2 separate regions of the Salmo salar genome follow, and region 2 is linked to region 1. The links are chromatin contacts, called in public Hi-C maps. All regions are on one chromosome and are shown on one strand. The core of a region is the stretch at or near the end of the contact, and the rest is flanking DNA. Distances in the headings are between cores, read along the strand shown.

Region 1 (4,834 bases), core at 1,637-4,136:
GTAAACTATATTTCGTCTCCAATGTTTATTGAAAACAAATACATTTGCACAATAAGCACTTGTTGTCTCTGATACAGTTGTTGGTTAGCTGGTGAATTTTAGCCATATTGACATAGATGTGACATCAGTCAAAACAAGACATGGTATCAAGAACAAGATGAAACTAGCTGAAACAAGCCACTTATGATTCCCCACATAGCTAGCAACAATGATAAGAAGTAGCCATCTGGCCATCCAGAATCACAACAGCACACAGACTTCTGCCCCAACTAACCCGTCTATACCTTTTTTTTTTTTAAATGTAGCAATATCTACAATATTCACAGAATTAATTGTACACTATACCACTAAAATGTAGTTCTTATTTACATGTATTGTGAAATAGGTTTGATTCGGCCTTTTCTCCATACAACTCTGTCTCAATAGTAGTCTATACATTGCAATGTGCATGCAATAGATGTCAGAAGTCTGAATGGATGTGTTTTGCTGTGGGTAGATCCTGGAGCTGCTGGTACAGAGAGACAAAGAGTTCCAGGAGCTGATGAGGGTGGCCCATGAGCAGGGCAAGGTGCACCAGGAGATGCAGGTCCTTGAGAAGGAGGTGGAGAAGAGAGACAGCGACATCCAGCAGCTCCAGAAACAGCTGAAGGAGGCTGAACATATACTGGTGAGTACAGCAGAGCTGAGGACAAATGAGAAATCCTAAAGAGACTATAAAATGGGTCACATTTTATTAACAGGCAATTTGAACAAAACAGCACTTTGTTTCTGACTTTGATTCAACCTAACCTTTTTACCCAAACCTCTCTTCTAGGCGACTGCTGTATACCAAGCAAAGGAGAAACTGAAATCTATTGATAAGGCCAAAAAAGGTGAGCCTGATTTTCACAGCATTCATCTGAATAGCCGGAGAACTTTATGATAAATACTACCAAAGATAATACATGAAACTAAAAGTACTGTTGTCTTTCAGGGAGCATCTCCTCAGAAGAGATCATCAAATATGCCCACAGGATCAGTGCCAGCAATGCAGTCTGTGCCCCTCTCAACTGGGTACCAGGTATGTCCTGTTTCTGCCCATTTGAGCTTCTGTTATGCTGTCTTCGATGCCCTCTATTTTTCAACCCCCACCCCCGCCAGATCCTTCTTCCCTTGCATGTTCCTTCTCTCCAGAATGGAAATTCCTCTCAGTACTGATGGGGAATATTTGAACCTCAGTCACTATCATAGCCGTCACTTGCATTCACAATACTACTGTAATTACTCTTCAATCAACTTCATGGCATATTCCTTATAACAGGTGATCCGCGTAGACCTTACCCCACTGACCTGGAGATGCGCAGTGGATTGTTGGGTCACATGAGCAACCTGCCAACCAATGGCGTGAATGGACACCTCCCTGGAGATGCACTGGCAGCTGGGAGATTGCCAGGTATGCTTTCGGTTTGTGTGGTTTCACCTTTCGACAAATGGAATCAACTGTTTTTGTCTTCTCCTAGGATCTGTGTTTTGATATGTTTCTGTGAAATATACTGTAATACTAACCCTATCACTGTTTAATTACTCTTTCTTCCCTCCCTTCATCAGATGTGCTCACCCCCCAGTACCCCTGGCAACCATCAGATGTCTCAGTGGGCATGCTCCCCCCTCACCATGGCAACGACTTTGGGCTGGAGCCCCCCGGCCACAACAAAGAGAACGAGGACGACGTGGAGGCCATGTCTACAGACTCATCTAGCAGCAGCAGCGACTCGGACTAAGTGTGTGTCTGTCTCTGTCTGCCCATCTGTGTGTGTATATCTGACTCTGATTTGGGAATTGGACACACCCAGTACCTCGTAGAGCCAGCTATCCATCACACCCATAACATTTACGATAAGCATCAGTTGATACAGGGTTAGCTATCCGATATAGCAAACAACTACATAGAATCCAGAGAATATTGAGAGATACTCATCTCACGGTCTTGTTTTTCTCTGACCCTCTCTATTCCCGGCTTGTTGATGAGACATTTGTACAACACTATCTGTGATCCCCAATGTAATATCACCAGCTCTCTGTAAAGTCCACTGCATCAGTTCAGGGGTGTATTCATTAGTCAGATTCGGTAATGGAACACAGTTTGCAATGAAAACAAATGTTTCTATTGACAAATTTGGGTAGGTCCCGCCCCGTTTCGTTTGGTTCCTAGAGTAAACGGTTTCCGTTGCAAAATGTTTTGGAACAGACAAAATGTTGTGCAATAGAATCCGACTAAGGAATACACCCCAGGGTAATGTCTGGTACTACGTGACTGATAACAGACATATTCCTTTTGTTGTCTATCAGGTTCCCCTTTTTGTTTCTTTGCTGTTTTTTTAGACTGGCAATGGGGAATAGTGTTGAAAAGTACATGTACCTTTGTGTAGGAAGGAATATAACAGTATTTCATTAAAAAAAGAAGGAAAAAAAAGAATGTTGTTGCTGATTCGAACCCAAGTGCTCCTTATCGCTGCTATTGCTGAAAACATGTCACCAGGAGTGGATTTTGAAATTGTAGGTGCACTTACCTGAGTTAACTTTTTTTTTTTCAAAAGTAAAAACTGCTTATTTCAGGCAAGATTCATCAAGCACACCTTATATTCTTTATATTGAAAAACGGCATATTAATTGACTGATGGCTTGTTGCTCCATGTGTAAATAAGGCTGTATATATTGTAGTTTTTTTTCAGGCTTGTAAATAAATATAACTTTTGAGTAAATACTTTGTGTGGTGCTGATATCCTTGATACCATTTGACAGGACATTGTATAGTTTTAAGAATGCGCAATGTTGAGTTGACTTGACCATATGTATTTATTTATAGCCATGTCTTCAAATTGTAAAGACCATGGAATGTGCACCAAGCCTGTGTAAGGGGCACTTGGTTTACTACGCATGCGCCCAATTTATCGTTCGCTTCAGGGAAGGAAACATGGCGGCGTCCCTGATTTGTGGCCGATTTTCGGCTAGCCTGAGAAATTCTGGGGCAAGATCGATACTTACCACTGCATCCAAGGTAAGTGTGCGTTGGAAAAAAGGGGACGAAATCCGTCTGCCTGTAGCTGTGATAATGTTTTTGCTGCACCATCTTCGACGTCCAAAATTCCCCAAAAAGAGACAGGGTCATATTTGACATTAGCTCATCGCCATTGAGGCTGCTAGGAAACTGGCTATGCTAGCTACCTAGACATTGCTCATGTTTATCTTACTATCCAGCTAGTTACTTTCACTTGCTAGCGATGGCAAAATGAATGTATTTATAAAACGACTAAATGTATTAAAAGACAAGTCATTTTGGGGGTACAGGGATTTGCGTTTGCTAACAAGAGATTTTCCGCTCACATAGTTCTAAACACAGTGACCTCCAACACCAAAGCGCCGACGTCAGAACGGGATGAATGGAGGCTATGCGACATCGAGACTGTCGGCATCTGAGATTTAGCTAAATAGGTTAGCTACAATAGGCAGCTAGCTAACTGTCCGATTTCTAAGAGTTAGTGGGCCTTTATACATTCGAGAAACGTTTTTGGTGTCGATTCAATTGACGCCCAAATGACATGTTTGATGAATTCCTCTTTCATATCCGCAAACTTCCACTATTGACACACACGTTACTCCACATTTGTGTTGTGTGTATCTGTGTGTGCCCTCTTTTGTATGGATGTAACAATTCTCATTCAGTGTCCTTGCACAGACGATGTACTCCCCCTGACATGAGTAGGTACTGTAATTTCACTGCTTCACTAGTGTTAATGTACTCTCTCCCTACATCACTTTCTCTCTCCTCTATCCCCTTCTCACTCCCTCTCTCAAGGTGCTGGGTGGTTCCTCTGGCCTGCTTGGGCCTCAGCAGCAGTCCCCCCACCTGCAGCAGCAGCAGAGGAACCTCTCCCTGCATGAGTACATGAGCATTGGTCTGCTCAAAGAGGCTGGTGTCTGTGTGCCCGAGGGCAAGGTGGCCAGCTCACCCGATGAGGCCTACTCTGTTGCCAAGGAGATTGGTAATCCATAGCCTAATAGGATGTGGGCAAATAAATTGCAGTAGAGTAAATTGGGGATAAACACTTTGAATTGACAGTAGGCTTATATTATGTCAGACCAGGTAGTAGTGAGTCTATGTATTAACTAACTAATCTTCTTTGATGTTTGACTGAGTCAGGTATGGTCTGAGAGTGGGATGTATACTGTAATCTAGGGATGCCCCAGTATCATCGTAGTGCCATACTGAGAGCTCCGATAGAATGGCTGGAAGTTCATAATACCTCATAAGAGTTCAAAAGACAGTAGGGCCGGGACGATACCAGGATCGCAATACTCGTTAGTGTCGTGGCATGGAAACAAAACAAAAAGTGGATTTGACTTTAGGAAAACAGCCCTAATGTTGTCTGTCATCCACGGTCACATTTATTTTCAAAAGCTGTAGCACACAATATTTTACGTACTGCAGGTTTTTAAAGGACCAAAGAGTTTGGTCTGCTTCGTGTTTTCATTTTTTTCCTGGAAAAAAATATTGCTGTACTGGTATCGTCACAGCTCTAAAAGACAGCAGTTTAGGGCTGTCCCCAACTTATGTTTTTCTGTATTTTTTAGCTTACGACCTATGACTGCTAACGATATCTAGGGATGGTTCACTGAGTGCTCACATCCTAAAATATACACATTTCACCTCACATGACCATTATGCACATTACGCATGGTGGTGGTGGATTTTTTTTAACTTCAATTCACTTTTGCGCATAGTCAATCACAGTGGTGGAAAAAGTACCCAATTGTCATACTTCATTTAAAGTAAAGATGATAATAGAAAATGACT
Region 2 (4,834 bases), core at 767-3,266, 300 kb after region 1:
ACATCCACTTAATTATTCTCCCTTCACCAATATCTCTCACACTCTACTTTCTCATGCCAACTTCTTCACCACACATGGCACTTTTCGCCTTATTTAGAGTTAAACTGCATCAATCTGTTGGCTGTAGGTTGCAGACGGCAACCATCCGAGTATTAATTGATTGAGCCATAACTCGTTGTACAGATGAAGTTAAGAACGTTTTTATCTGGACAGATAAAAGGGTTATGATCTAGCCTGGGTATTGATTTAGATTTATTATGAATAGCCATAATAGTCTTGGTGCTTGACAATGTTCTTAATCCCCCCCCCCCCTTGTGCTGTTGTTATCATGCTCAGGGTCCTGAAGGAGTTTGAGCAGCTTCCTGATCACCTGACACAAGAGCCACACGTGTTCTCCATGGATGACCTCCTGAGGGTTAAACGGGGTCAGCTGGTGCCGCTGGCCAGGGCCGTGCTCCGGGTGGCCATCGACCACGTGGAGAGCTGTCAGGTATATCCACCAGTTGCAAAATCACTGATGGACAAATAAAGTTATATTCTAATATCTTGACTTCACCTATAACCTCAGTAGTTATGCAGTGTTCAATTGTTGAGACTAAGATCTGTTGCGTTTTACCCCAGGTCTGCCTGGCTAGAGGCTTCATCTGTGAGTTCTGCAAGCAGAAGGATGTGTTATTTCCCTTCCAGAGCGAGACCTGCACACGCTGTCAAGGCAAGTGTTTTTCTGATCAGACAGACAGCCCGCTCTTCACCTTTACTTTTTTTTAAATCCATATAAATCTGATAACGATGCATCTCTCTCGTTTTAGTGTGCAAGGCCTGTTTCCACAAAGACTGCTTCAGAGATGAGGAGTGCCCTAAATGTGCACGGATCCAATGTCGAAAAAAGCTGATGGACACGTTCTGCCTCTAGAGTACATGTTGGAAGTGTGGGAAAATATCCTCACATTGTTACATGTGTTTGTCTTTTGAATCTGAATACAGAGTATTCCCAATAATAAAATGCTGTGCATTAAAATGTAACAGTATCATTTATATTTGAATTCACTAAGCATGTCACATGAAAGGAGCAGGTACTGAGTCAGGTACGGACCCTCCCCATTTTACCAAGAAGAGAAGATGCTGCTTAGACCGAATATCACAATGGGTTTTATGAATCAGAGTGGGATTGTGTTTATCTATCATTTTCGGATTTACAATACTGTACCTTCTGCTCAGTATTACAACAAAAAATGTGGAACATAGCGACATCTGTTGGACATTTGAGTGAATCACCTCCCATTCTAATGGCCATAAAACAATGCCATGCACTGATGTCAGAGTGATATAATTTCGACCTCTATTCACTCATTATGCTGTATCCCAGGGCTGTAACATTTGTATTGGGTGAAATAGCCTAAAGCAGTCTGCTGAATAACCCCAGTTGACATGCCCTAATATCAAGCTTTGAAATATCATCCACTTTACAATTGACATTATCTTGTAACTATCACAATAAGACATGTATATACTCACCTACTAGCCTATATTGAAGGATGAAAGGTCAAAAAGTATTGTCAGAAGTGGGATTCGAACCCACGCCTCCATGCAGAGACCAGAATGCCCCTTTCCAGGAAGGATTTTCACCTTGAGTCTGGCGCCTTAGACCGCTCGGCCATCCTGACAACTCAGATAAGTGAGAGAAAACAGAGCATCTATTCATTCAACGATGAGTGATTATCGAGATAATTTCTTAAAGATACTCATTTTCATGATAGCTACAGTAGCTTTTCACAGCCAAAAAACGTGAACCTTACGATATCGCTAGCTAACCATTTCCTTTTTGTTAGCAAATCTAGCTGGCTAGTTAGCATTTTGTTTGGAAATAGCTACCGTTAGCTAGATATCGTACTACTAGTGTTATTGCAAACATACATGTAACATATACACTGGAAATGAAGTAATAATATATTATAATAACTTAAGTTGTAGAAAAACATTTTATTTGGTATGATGTATGCATTGTCAGTGGTTGAGCTTAGTTTAAAATCAACATTGTACAAGATATGGCACTTTATCGGCTTTGCTCTTAAGGGTTGATAAATTGTCGTTGGTTACTGTTTTTTACTAATTTTGTCCCCGAAAAAAAAAGACTGTCAGAAGTGGGATTTGAACCCACGCCTCCATTCGGAGACCAGAAACCCCATTACTATGGAAGGTTGAACCTTGAGTCTGGCGCCTTAGACCACTCGGCCATCCTGACAACTGAACTTTGAAGAGAGCAATATTACTTATAAAGATAAATATAGCAGCCATTTTACAAGTTAGGTAATAATTAGATTTGTTGGGGTTCTATGTTCGCTACACAGTTTACTGTTGACTAAACACTTACCAGTATTTACACATTTGTTATTTTAGCTGTATTTAACTAAAGACAGAGGTGTGCGTTACCCCATGTGACTGTTTGCCCCACCCGCGTTGGACGAAGTAACGAGTCATTCTTATGAAATGTAAAAAGAGGCGTGTTTTGTCTAGTGTTGTTATACAATGTTACAGTAGCTATATAACTCTACTTAAAATAATTATCCAGCTAAAGCAGCTAGCTTCCTAAAGATGTCGTTTTACAGAAACGCCGTTTGGTTCGTAAAAGGACTTCAAGAATACACAAAGTGAGTATCGGTTTTTGCTAGCTAGTGTTGCACAAAAATAGAAGGTTGGAATTTTATAGGTTTGAATGACTAACACGCGCACATGCCTTCACAGTACATATTGATGTTACTAAAGAATCCATGTATTTGTTAGTAGTCATACAATTACTATGCTGACAACCTCAATATAACTGCCTTTACGTTGCCTTTTTAAACATGTGTTTGCTTTATTTTATCTCAGTTCCTTAATCACCATTAACCTTATGTTGAGATGTCTTTTTCTTTTGATCAACAGAAGCGGATATGAAGCAGCAGCTAAGCAGTTTAATACTGGGGACCTGGACGTGAACCTGAGTGGCAGGTCTTTTGTAATCACTGGGGCCAACAGCGGCATTGGAAAAGCTACAGCCCATGAAATAGCCAAAAGAGGTAAGGCAAAGTCAATGTCCTATGAGTGTTTAAAACAACAATGAATATGGTTTTCACCTTGAAATGTACGCCACTAATCTAATATAACTGTTGACCATTGTTTGTACACATTTTTAGATTCCATTACAGTGAGTGAAAGGCTAGTTGATTAACAGTAGATTTATGAGTGAGTGCTAGTAGGTGGGCCAGATGGCAACTAACCTCAAGGTGAGGTCTCATAGAGGTTTATATAGACAGACTCACAGACCAATCATGAGGACAATATGGTGTTCAACTCCTCAGGTGGCTGATCATTAGTTGCGTGAAGGGGTTCTTTGAGGTCACTATAGTTTACCCAGTGTTTGATATACGGTTATGGTTTTATTGCAGGAGGGATTGTCCACCTGGTGTGTCGTAACAAGGAACGGGCACAGGAGGCGAAAGAGGAGATAGTGGAACATAGTAAAAACCAGGTAACGAGGACTGAACGACACAAAGAAGGAATCAGTACAGAAAATAACACCACACATGTTTATTCATGCCCAGCAAAGGTCTGGTGAATGATGAAGAGCAAGCCATTGAGTAAATTGTGATCAGCTTTGTTCATGGGGTCACAATGTGGCATATTCATGGGGTCATCATGAGTTAGGTGCTGCACAGATTAGTTTGGCTAATCTAACAATGATAAGGATCTTTTATGCCCAGTTGGGTGGAAGTTGAGGTGATTTACAGATGAGATGATCTGCTTCTTGCCTTGCTTAGACTGATTATTGTGGACAAGCACTTAGTCAAACAGAAACAGAGGATGGTTTGATAGTTCCTGCACAATCATGTCTGGGGGTTGTTACGCCTCTGGTTTGGTAGAAAAGTAACACTGCTGTGTCTATACTCAAGTCCCCGGCTCACACTCCCAAAATTCCATGTTTGGCTTCTTTGTGATCCAATTTGAATACTGTAATCAATCTTTCCAACTGCCAGCGTAATAGTTCAGAATCAAATCAAATCAAATGTATTTATATATTTATATAGCCCTTCTTACATCAGCTGATATCTTAAAGTGCTGTACAGAAACCCAGCTTAAAACCCCAAACCGCAAGCAATGCAGATGTAGAAGCACTTAATGTGCTTCTATGTGGTTTCTTTTTCATTTACATTTTCTTTGTCTCTGCAGAATGTCCATGTTCACATCGTTGACATGTCCAGTGCAAGACAAGTGTGGGAGTTTGCAGAGAGCTTCTCAAAAAGCAACAGCATTCATGTACTGGTAAGGTATCTGTTAGGTGGGTGAATCATCTCCAAGCCCCACACATGGGTTAGTCCATTGAATAGATTAAAGGGTTGATGGGCTGCTAGTTTGAATAGGATGATATATGAATGATTCAATATGAGTGATTGGGTATGATTCCACATGAGTGATTAGATTCATTGAATTAATTCAATACAAGTTTATTAATTATGATTCTTTCTTCCCCAGATCAACAATGCAGGGTGTATGGTAAACCAGAAAGAGCTGACAGAGGAAGGTGTAGAGAAGAACTTTGCTACTAACACTCTCGGTAAGTAAGATCAACCCAAGGGCAGTAGTCACGTCTCATTGGAAACAATGCACACCACTTACCTATATAGGTTGATATGTTTTCTCACAATGTTCTTCCTCATCATTACTGTTCACTTGGTTAGGTACCTTCATCCTAACCACAGCGTTGATACCAGCCCTGAAACAGGCACAGGACCCACGAGTGGTGAGTAATGTCCTGCCTTAGACAGATGACATTGGCCCAATCAATGAAATGAGAAAA

What was found. Hi-C and Micro-C count contacts between places; a contact is called where the count stands out from the background.
Region 2: a Hi-C map of gill shows a contact between it and region 1, with 2.1 times the contacts expected there. The contact joins the promoter of LOC106586499 here to the promoter of LOC106586493 in region 1. A contact is called at or near these places in 2 of 3 Hi-C or Micro-C datasets (gill and muscle).

The regions. Positions count from the first base shown.
Region 1 is chrssa25:28,099,138-28,103,971 of Ssal_v3.1, forward strand. LOC106586493 (succinate-CoA ligase ADP-forming subunit beta) reads left to right here and starts at 2,887. Exons shown (of 11, transcript XM_014173860.2): 1 at 2,887-3,037; 2 at 3,836-4,022. The coding sequence starts at 2,954. LOC106586491 (mediator of RNA polymerase II transcription subunit 4) reads left to right here. Exons shown (of 7, transcript XM_014173859.2): 3 at 497-667; 4 at 815-872; 5 at 974-1,060; 6 at 1,301-1,432; 7 at 1,588-2,741. The coding sequence ends at 1,760.
Region 2 is chrssa25:28,403,727-28,408,560 of Ssal_v3.1, forward strand. It overlaps LOC106586499 (dehydrogenase/reductase SDR family member 12), which reads left to right and starts at 2,017. Exons shown (of 10, transcript XM_014173876.2): 1 at 2,017-2,648; 2 at 2,923-3,056; 3 at 3,426-3,508; 4 at 4,207-4,299; 5 at 4,510-4,591; 6 at 4,716-4,777. The coding sequence starts at 2,593. It overlaps rubcnl (rubicon like autophagy enhancer), which reads left to right. Exons shown (of 14, transcript XM_014173873.2): 12 at 337-490; 13 at 622-712; 14 at 810-1,023. The coding sequence ends at 913. It overlaps trnal-caa (transfer RNA leucine (anticodon CAA)), which reads right to left and starts at 1,664; the gene lies at 1,555-1,664. It overlaps trnal-caa (transfer RNA leucine (anticodon CAA)), which reads right to left and starts at 2,242; the gene lies at 2,134-2,242. It also overlaps LOC106586500.